Linked DNA regions of Mus musculus: region 2 is linked to region 1. Evidence: chromatin contacts called from public promoter capture Hi-C data. All regions are on one chromosome and are shown on one strand. Each heading gives the region's core, a stretch centred on a gene start, on an enhancer-like site or on the middle of the called end of the contact. The rest is flanking DNA. Distances are from core to core; before and after follow the strand shown. Region 1 holds the start of Nap1l2 (nucleosome assembly protein 1-like 2). Region 2 holds the start of Zcchc13 (zinc finger, CCHC domain containing 13).

Region 1 (5,234 bases), core at 814-3,313:
AAAATAGCAAAGCACTCTTAGGTAGGTTTCCAATATTTTCTTTGCAAACAAATAATCTCATTTAGCACTTCTAATAATATTCACAGCCACAGATTAATAGATACATGGCACAAGGACTTCAGAAGGGTTATACTACAGACTATTAATGTCTTAATCATTTATCACAGTCTACATGTCTTGAAAACATCATACCACTACAATGCAAGGTCAGATTAATTAGTATTTGAATTTTTAAACTGGCATGACAGGAAAAAATGCAGAACACAAGACAATATTAACTGCTTATGTCTTCAGTAACTGCATGTAGAGCAGTTAGTTTCAAAAGCATCTACTCTGTTTTAACGATCAATATCTTCTACTAATGCCTCAAGATTTTTGCAACAGGCTTTAACCTCTTCAATTGCAGCCATCCAATCATCATAAATAATTTTGTCATATATTTCGTCATTAACTTCCCTAACTACACCCTCCTGCTGAGATTCAAGTGCATCTCCTGAGAAAAATAACACTGATCTTGGAATTATGTAAGTACGCAGATTATGACCAAGTAAAAAATCATCATTTTCATCCCCTCCATTTAAGCTGATCCCATGAGGAGAGAAGAAATTGAAGAAAGAGTCCTTGGGAAAATCTTCAGTCACAGTTCGGACAGTTCCCCAGACGCGATGTCTCTGCTTCTTCTTGATGGTTCTCAAAGTGACATTCTTCCCTTCGTTCCAATCTATGTCGCAGCCAGTGGCGTACTCAATGGCAGTTCCCCTATAAGGGTGGGGATCGTAGCATGCAAGCTTTGACTTCAGCACATAAGTCTTTGTCAACAGCTCATTTTTAAAATATTCATTGGGCTTGAAGTGAAATTCGAGTGTGAAGCTGAGAGGCTCCCCGGGATCCGAAAGCTTCACTTTAATATCTGTCAGCAGCTTCAGAATAGGCTCATCATATTTCTTAATCATAGGAGTGAGTGCTTCAACATTTTTTAAAACAGTCAACCAAAAATCCGGAATCCCCTTAGGATCCTCTTCGTTAACCTCTTCTCCTCCGGTGGCCCCAGCGCTGTCATCTTCCTCCTCCTCTTCTTCCTCGTCATCATAATCATAATAACAGTCCTCATAACCATCATCTTCATCCACGTATTCATGCACCATACCGTCTTCGTTGCCGTTAGTCTCTTCCTCCTCATCCATCTCCTCCTCAAAATAGTCCTCACAGTCCGATTTATACTCACATTCCTCTTCTGTGGGCTCATAGACTGCATTGATGATCTGTCGTCTTTTTTCTAGTAAGGGTTGGTACATTTCAGCAAACTTCCTTTCAATGTCATGAAATTCCCTCAGGAATTTGGATTCCAAATGGGCAGCTCTTGTTTGAAGCTTTTTAAGAGCTAGCACTCGGCACTTAACTTTCACTGGGAGACTTTCAACGAAATCGGTATCTAAAAGATAACCGATAAGTCCTTTTGGACGGTCTGAGTCTGAGTCCTCATCAGTGCCTCCGCACTTCCCAGCATCTTCCCCAGACCCTGCAGCAGCTTCTTCACCTTTTCCCTCTTCCCCTACTCCAGCAGCCACGGTTTCTTCACCATGTTGCCCGCCATCTCCAGGCTCAATGGAGACACCTTCACTGCGGTCCTGACTTTCCCCGGGCCCCTCCGCCATTACCTGGCTGCCAAGCTCTTCTTGGTTGGATTCAGACAGTTCTTTATGGTCGACTGATTCAGCCATTGTTTTCAAACGATCGCCTGCACTTATGGTGGCTAAGCCCGCAGATCAGGAGACCTGACCTCCGCAGGAAGACTCACCAATACAGCAGATGCGCGATGATCTGGCAGAGATGAACCAAGAGGCGGCGGCGGCTGCACTGATGGCAGGCAGCAAGCAGTGGGGATAAAAGACGGTGCTGAAGCTGGGATAGCAGAATTGAAACCGGCTGTCTGGGCGGAGACTCTAGGCCCTGAAGGAACAGGCTAGAGACTGCAGAGAGCCGCAGTGGGCAGACCTCCGCAAGCAGCTGCTCCAGCCACTCGGGGGCGGAGGGATGGAGGAACTGGTGCCGCAGTATGATTACGCAGTTGTCTCTCAGCTCTTTTTTTTTAAGTGTATGCAGGTTGCTGCGTCACCCCTTCCCTCCCAGGACTCTTCTCTAATCTCATTTGCCAGGCTGCAGTGATTGACAAATCCTGAGCCAGTAAATTAGTAGATGAATCAAAATTTCAACACCTCTTGCCTTCCCAGATTCTCTAATATGGCTGATTCCTCCACCTATGGCTCATCTTCCACCCTATAGCCTGTGGAATTTTGCAGAAATGCAGTATCATTCATTCCGTTTTCAACTGATACTATATGTTCATAATTTCAAAAGAGCTATATGGAAACAGTGACAAGGAATGAAAAAAATGGGCAAGGTACTGGATTGTCTTTAGTCTATCCCTTTGGTTATAACCTGAGGCTCTGGGAAAGAGAGGAGGGTAGTGGAGGAGCCCACAAAGAGATCCTTTGAGGTTTAAAATTACCAAAAATAAGCATAGGTGGCCTTTGGATGATGTAACTGACAGTGGTTTAAATATTCTGTACCCTGGTTTCTGTAATTTTCACAACCTGTGTGATTTTAAATGGGAAAATTCTCATAATATTTCCTGATGAGGAAGAGATGACGGATGACTAAAGTGTGGGGGGAGGGGTGTTGAAGCCTTTTGTAAAAGAGCCAGCTATATGACTAGTGAGCGTATAGGATAATACCCCAGTCCTAAACTGTCTTTCCACTTTCCCTTATGTGATGTTGTTTTAGCCTGTAATCACAGCACTGAGATGGAAAATCAGAAGTTCAGGAGTAGCCTCCACATATAGCAGTTCTGGGTTAGCTTGGACTACATGAAATTTTGTCTTAAAAACCCAAAAACAAAACAAACAAAAGGAAAGCCATTAGGAATTTTACAAAGAAAAACCAAATATAAAGTACTATTTTGTTTTTTAAAATCACAGAATTTGCTTGACATTTTGAAGTTTATTGGAAATAATAAAAATATTAGCACTAAAGAGAGAGTTAAATATATGATAGAAGATTCATGCAATAGAAGACTATGCAGTAAATTAAAATTTCCTCTAGGAAAGGGGCAGTAAGATATCTTGGTGGGTGAAGGTGCTTGTTGTATAAACCTGGAAAATGCTAAAGCCATGCAAATGTTGAAGGAGAGAACTGACTCTGTCCAGTTGCACCCTGGCTGCCACACATGTTCCTTAGAACTCACCTTGATGACACCCATCCAATAATAAAGAAATTTTTCAAAATTTGTTTTTAAAGATGACCAGTATCATTAGTTATGTAAATATAAGTCAAAATCATAACTAGATACTATTTCATACCGATTGAGATAGCTTAAAATACAGAAAATAGCAAGCAGTGGTGAAAGTAAGGACAATGAAAATCAGTATAGCAATATCTCAACGCATTAAACATGATTATCATGTGTTCAAGCAATCCCACTTCTGGATATAGATACATACATACATACATACATACATACATACATACATGATAGATAGATAGATAGATAGATAGATAGATAGATAGATAGATACATAGAGACATAGAGACATAGATAGATACATAGATTAGATAGATAGTGATAGAGATATAAACTTGAAAGCAGTCTCAGATTTTGCATACCCATGTTCAGAGGAGAACATATACATTAGCAGAAAGTTAGAAACAATTGGAGAGATGGCTTAGCAGGTAAGAGCACTTCCTGCTCTTCTAGGGGAACCAGGTTTGCTTCTCAATTTCCACGTGGTGGATCACAACTGCCTATAACTACAGTTCCAGGTCATCAGACTTTTTCTTCTGACCTCTGCATACACCAGACACATATGTGTTACATGCAAATAGGCAACAATATATATATATATATATATATATATATATATATATATATATATATATATAAACTTTCAAAGTTGGAAATAGCCTATGTGTTCACTGATAAATCAATAGACAAAAAAGTGTTGATAATTTTTATTAGTATGTTGCATATCATTTAGTGCCCAATAAAATAGTTGATTTTTTGTTTTAAAGAAGCAATACAACAAAAGCAGATTTCCCTGTTTTGTCATAAATGTTTCATTTTTCAAAATAGGAGAGTTGCCGGGCAGTGGTGGCACACACCTTTAATCCCAGCACTTGAGAGGCAGAGGCAGGGGGATTTCTGAGTTTGAGGCCAGCCTGGTCTACAGAGTGAGTTCCAGGACAGCAAGGGCTACACAGAGAAACTCTGTCTCAAAAAAAAAAAAAAAAAAGACTATTAGGGGCAACAGAAGCTAGCATGTTAGAAGTACATGAAAGTCATAAGACCTTTCCAAAAAGCCAGGGAAATAAGAATGGCAGAAGCCTCAAAATGCATATTACAAGAAATGGTATGTTTCTATGGAGTGAACCTTGGGCAGAATAGAGATACAGGTTCATGCAGAAGGGTCTTGGCCAAGTGGCCATCTCTGTGCAGTACTTCACACTATCTTCAAAACCAGTCCTAGAAGTTGGACTTTATTCATCCACTTAAATGAGAACCAGGCAGCAAATGACTTAGTGGCCTCAGTCTCCCTTCTTGTATAGTCTGCTCTGTGCCCAACAGCCCCCGTGTACCTAGCACAGTATTGCTTACAGAAATCAGAGCAAGAATGAAATATCCTGGGGGCTAGAGAGATGGCTCAGCCGTTAAGAGCACTGACTGCTCTTCCAAAGGTCCTGAGTTCAAATCCCAGCAACCACATGGTAGCTCACAACCATCTGTAATGAGATCTGACTCCCTCTTCTAGAGTGTCAGAAGACAGCTACATGTACTTTCATATAATAAATAAATAAATCTTTAAAAAAAAAAAAAAGAAGAAAGATCCTGCCTCTAAGTTTCTGCTAGAGATTCTGCCCTGGCTTTCTTGATGACAGAATCTAAACTTGCATGATGTAATAAATACTCTCCTCCCCTTTGAAAATGGAAACCATTAAAGGAAACCACAACCACACACCGTACTGAAATCAATGAACAGTGGAGAGACCAGCTCCAACAGAAACATCTCCTACACAGCAAGCTAAGTCTCAGAGAACATCTCAGAAGAGGGGAAAGAAAGACTGTAAGAGTTAGAGGACCAAGAAGTGTTCTTTGAAACTGTCTCTTAGAAATGGCTGGATAAACAAGAACTTAACAATAACAACATCACTAGACATGCTAACTCAAAAGAGGGAAATCT
Region 2 (5,234 bases), core at 1,646-4,145, 440 kb after region 1:
GAGAGGAAAGAAGGAAGGAAGGAAGGAAGGAAGGAAGGAAGGAAGGAAGGAAGGAAGGAAGGAAGGAAGGAAGGAAGGATAATTTCTTAAAAGTATATACTGGGGCTGGAGAGATGGTTTAGTGGGTAAGAGCACTGACTGTACTTCCGAAGGTCCTGAGTTCAAATCCCAGCAACCACATGGTGGCTCACAACCATCCATAATGAGATCTGATGTCCTCTTCTGGGGTGTCTGAAGACAGCTAGAGTGTACTTACCTATAATAAAGAAATAAATTTTAAAAAGTATATACTGAAAACCTTAAAAAGTTGGAAACAAAACTTTTATGCTTTTCTTTTTTCTTTTTTTCTTTTTTATTAGATATTTCCCCAGGAAATATGATTTTCTCCCAGGAAATATGATTCCCCCCCGAAACACTCTATCCCATCCCTCCTCCTCCTGTTTCTTTCTATGAGGGTGCTCCTCCACCCATTCACCCACTCCCACCTCCCTGCCCTAGCATTCCGCTACACTGGGGCATCCAGCCTTCACAGGACCAAGGGCCTCTTCTCCCATTGATGCCCAACAAGGCCATCCTCTGCTACATATGGAGCTAGAGACATGGGTCCCTCCACGTGGACTCCTTGGTTGGTGATTTAGTCCCTGGGAGCCGTGGGGAGTCTGGTTGGTTCATATTGCTGTTCTTCCTATGGGGTTCCAACCCCTTCAGCTTCTTCAGTCCTTTCTCTAACTCCTCCACTGGGGACCCTATGCTTAGTCCAGTGATTGGCTGCAAGCACCCTCCTCTGTACTTGTCAGACTCTGGCAGAGCCTCTCAAGAGACAACCATATCAGGCTCTTGTCAGCAAGCACTTGCACTCTAAAGTTTTAGTTGGGAAGCTGGTGCTTAGACTAGCAGAAATTGGGGGAGGGTAGTTAACTTAAGCAGGCTCCAATGTAGGGGCCCAGTGTTTCCTCTTCCTCTCTAGTTCTACCAAAGCTGACTGTCTTGAGGAGTTATTTTGAAAATGAACCATCAGATATTATTTATTACACATGCTTGCATGCATACACACATGTATACATACATACAATAAAGAAGGTCAAGAGGTTAGATTGCCATGAATTCTAGCCTTTGGAGAGGCTGGGGCAGTAAAATCATTTAAACCTAGCCCTAGCTGCATACTCTAGTATAACACCATTAAAATAAAGAAAGGAGACAGACTATCAGGCTGGGGATATAGCCCACTAGTGGAGTGCTTTCCTAACATGTGTAAGACCTAGTTAGGCCTCCAGTGTCACAGACACATACATACACATTCACCTAAAGTTGAGTGTGGTATTGCATGCCTATAGCCCAGCACTGGGAGGCAGCAGTGAGAGAATAAAGGTAAAGGCCACCTTCGCCTTCATGAAACCCTGACTGAAAAACCAACCAAGCATGCTGGTGAGATGGCTTAGAGGTTAAGAGTACTGACTGCTCTTCCAGAGGTCCTGAGTTCAATTCCCAGTAACTACATGGTGGCTTCCAACCATCTGTAATGGGGTCTGATACATTCTTTTGGTGTAAATCTTTTTTTTTTTAAATCAAACCAGAAAAGAGAAAAATTAAAAGACTGCTATTTTCTTAGCCCTAATACTTTTGTATTTGTTTAAATGTACATGTACATATATAAGGTATAAACAGTAGGGAATACACCTATGAGACAAGAAATCCAATATCTGATTGCATTTATATTTTGTTTTGGTTGGGATCAAACCCATGGCCTAAACAAATAGGTGAGCTATATCCCAACTCCTTTTAATTGCATATATTTTCCAAGCAATAACATTGGTTTTATATTGAATGCTACAATTTTGCTCTTTTTTTAAAAAAATTAAATTTATTTATTTAAAATTCTTTTCTTTTTAAAATTAGGTATTTTCTTTATTTACATTTCAAATGTTATCCCATCATTTCCTAGTTTCCCCTCCAAAAATCCCCTGTCCCCTCCTCCCTTCCCCCATTTTGTTCTTTCCTAACCTAAATAGTGCTTTTCTGTTGAAAGTTAAGATGGCAAGTCAGGCATGGCAGCCCATTCGTGTAGTCCTAGTACACTAGTAGTATTGGAGGTAGAGGCAGAAGGATCAGAAGTTCATTCTCAATTACTTGAAGGCAAGCTAGGCTATTTGAAAAGCCCTCATTTCCACAAAACAGGCAAGTTAAGTTTGCAGCAATAAACTAACAATAGAGTGTGTTAAACTGTGAGTCTCAGGTAGTACAGGGCTGCACAGCAAGACCCTGCCTCAAATTAGTGAATTAAGCTAACATAACAAATATGCAAAGGGATTTCTTTGTGATTTAGGAAGTAATCAAGTTTTCTTGTTACGTACCCAATGTTACTGTAGTGTAGGCCTCCTGAGTCTGGGACTACAGGCCTGTGCCACCACATCTAAAGGGACTAACTGAATTAGGAAATATTCTACAGGTCAGAATTCCTGAACAGAAAGAGATTCATCCCCAAATTTAGTAACTCAAGTGTTGAAAACCAACCCCAAAAAAGGTAGGCGTGTGTAACAGTACATATATGTAGCCCTAGCACTCATGATGCCCAGGGAAAAGAATCTTGAGTTCAAGACGAGGCTGGAGTAGGTGGTGAGATGATATCGGGATGTCTGGGAAAACTAAAACTAAACCAACCTAAAGTAAACTAAATTAAAATAAAATAGAAAAGTGTGGGGCATGGTGGCACACGCCTTTAATCCCAGCACTCAAGAGGCAGAGGCAGGCGGATTTCTGAGTTCGAGGCCAGTCTCTTGAAAAAAACTTAAAAAAAAAAAAAAAAAAAAAAGCCCAAAGGCTTTGTGATGTACGTGGCCATTGAGGCCGTGTGCAAAGCTCATTAACGTCACAGAGGCCTGCCAGGAAAAGCGACCATTTCCATCTAAGCCATCCTAGGCAGGTAGCCTCGGGGCCCGTGGCAGTGGGGTGTGGGCCTGCTCACCGGAAGATCTCACCGTACCCATGAGCAGTAAAAGTTGCTTCAAGTGTGGACACTCTGGCCACTGGGCCCGGGAGTGTCCTAAGGGAGGAACCCGAGGGCGAACAGCAAGAGGTCGTACCAGAGGTCCCCAGTGCAGCACCGCCAACCAGTCCGATGTTTGTTATCGCTGTGGTGAAACTGGTCACTACGCCAAGGACTGTGATCTTCTCCAGGATACCTGCTACAACTGCGGGAGAAGAGGACACATAGCTAAGGACTGTACCCAGGCTAAACGAGAGAGGGAGCAGTGCTGTTACATCTGCAGTCAGCCTGGTCATCTGGCTCGGGACTGCAACCGGCAAGAAGAACAGAAATGCTACACTTGTGGTGAATTTGGGCACATCCAGAAAGATTGTACCCAAATTAAGTGCTACAGATGTGGTGAGAATGGCCACATGGCGGTGAACTGCAGCAAGACGAGCGAAGTCAGCTGCTACCGCTGTGGAGAGTCTGGACATCTGGCTCGGGAATGCCCCATTGAGGCTACCGCTTAGTAACCCCCTTAAACGCCATCCTTTACTAAGTACGCTGTTTCTAACATTTCTTTGCTAATCAAAAACGTGATAGATGGAAGCTACTCCTATACCATTATAATTATCATCTTAAAGCAAGAAAAGACTGGGGGGGAAACATGTCAAAAATGTTATAATCAATATGCTATTTGGTTGCCATGAGGAAGTTCAGATAGGGCACAGCCATTTTTGAATTGGACACTAGTGGATCCTTTGAGTACGGTTCGTTTTGACACACTAAATTAGAAATTGATAGTGAAAAATTACAGCAAGCTTGGAACATCGTCTTTGAATTTACTAACAAATACTATATATGTATGTCAGATAGAGATAAACTGCTTTGAAGCGAGAGACAACTGACTAAAATAAGAAGAGAAACTACTTCCTTGGTGGTGGGGGCAAGAACATTTTGAGGAAGTAACATTTCTTCAGAGACTTTTAGAGCAAATAAAAGTGTTTCTGAAAACATTGATGACTTTGATAGCTTTTTATATTTAGTTTTATTATATTGATAACTTTTAGATTATTTCATTTTGTCAGCTTTTTGGTTGGTTGGTTTTATTTTAAGTGATTTTTTATTTTATCAAGAGCTCAAGCCGGGCATGGTGGTGCACGCCTTTAATCCCAGCACTTGGGAGGCAGAGGCAAGCAGATTTCTGAGTTCGAGGCCAGCCTGGTCTACAGAGTGAGTTCCAGGACAGCCAGGGCTACACAGAGAAACCCTGTCTCGGGAGAAAAAAAAAGAGCTCATGCTATCGCAGAATTGACCCCCTGAAGCATACATCTCTCTCTGTCTTAGTGCCCCAAATACTGAGATTACAGGTATGAAACACCACACTCAGCTCTGATCTTGTTAACTTTTAAATAATATTGAAAGCCATCTTAGGCCAGTGAAAGGAAACTGGCCCCGCTCAGCAGGTAAAAGCGCTTGCTTGCTACCTGGTGGTGTGAGCTTGACCACTTGTCTGGTTCCTACCTAAAGGAGAAAGTAAAGAACCAACTCCACAAAACTGTCTTCTTACAGGCACGTGCCACACTGCATACAAACTACTCATAATAGGAACGAAAATAATACTAATAAGAAGAACCCAATTTTTCCCTCTTTTTTTTTTTTTTTTTTTTTTTTTTTGAGACAGGATCTTTCTGTGTAGCCCTGGCTGTCCTGGAACTTGCTACATAGACCAGACTGATCTTGAACTCAGTGATCCTCCTGCTTTGGCGTCCTAAATGCTGGGATTAGAGGTATGTGCTATCATGCCTACCAGGAACTAGAAATTATAAACCTCTTACCTTTCACACAGTGTACATTCAGTTATAAACCACAAAATAGTAGTATAATGTGTATGAATCATTTTGAGAAAGGTAGAAGCATCAAAATTATTTTATTTTATATAACTTAAATGATTTATTTATTTTCTATTTTATGGTTGTTTCACTTGGATGTATGTCTGTGTTTCACATGCATGAAGTAGCCATGGAAGCCAGAAGAGGACATCAGATCGCCTAGAGCTGGAGTTACAGGTGGTTGTGAGTTGCCATGTATGGGGGCAGGGGTTGGAATCGATCTGGGTCTTCAGGAAGAACATCCGGTATTCATAAGCACTGAGCCATCTTTCCAGCTCTCCTTCTTAAAAAATATTTCTTAAAATATGAATTATGTATATGTATGTGGTGTATGTGAGTGCAGGTGCCTTCTGAGTTCTGGAGCTGCCTTTTGCAGA

What was found. Promoter capture Hi-C pulls out the DNA fragments that hold promoters and counts their contacts.
Region 2: a contact with region 1 is called in a promoter capture Hi-C map of stem cell-derived epiblast-like cells, with 2.2 times the contacts expected there. The contact joins the promoter of Zcchc13 here to the promoter of Nap1l2 in region 1. A contact is called at or near these places in 2 of 39 promoter capture datasets (hippocampal neurons and stem cell-derived epiblast-like cells).

Annotation. Positions count from the first base shown.
Region 1 is chrX:103,184,590-103,189,823 of GRCm38.p6, forward strand. It overlaps Nap1l2 (nucleosome assembly protein 1-like 2), which reads right to left and starts at 2,064. Exons shown (of 1, transcript NM_008671.3): 1 at 1-2,064. The coding sequence starts at 1,721. The coding sequence ends at 339. All of the region lies in intron 5 of 4930519F16Rik (RIKEN cDNA 4930519F16 gene), which reads right to left.
Region 2 is chrX:103,627,691-103,632,924 of GRCm38.p6, forward strand. Zcchc13 (zinc finger, CCHC domain containing 13) reads left to right here and starts at 2,896. Exons shown (of 1, transcript NM_029158.2): 1 at 2,896-3,974. The coding sequence starts at 2,983. The coding sequence ends at 3,495.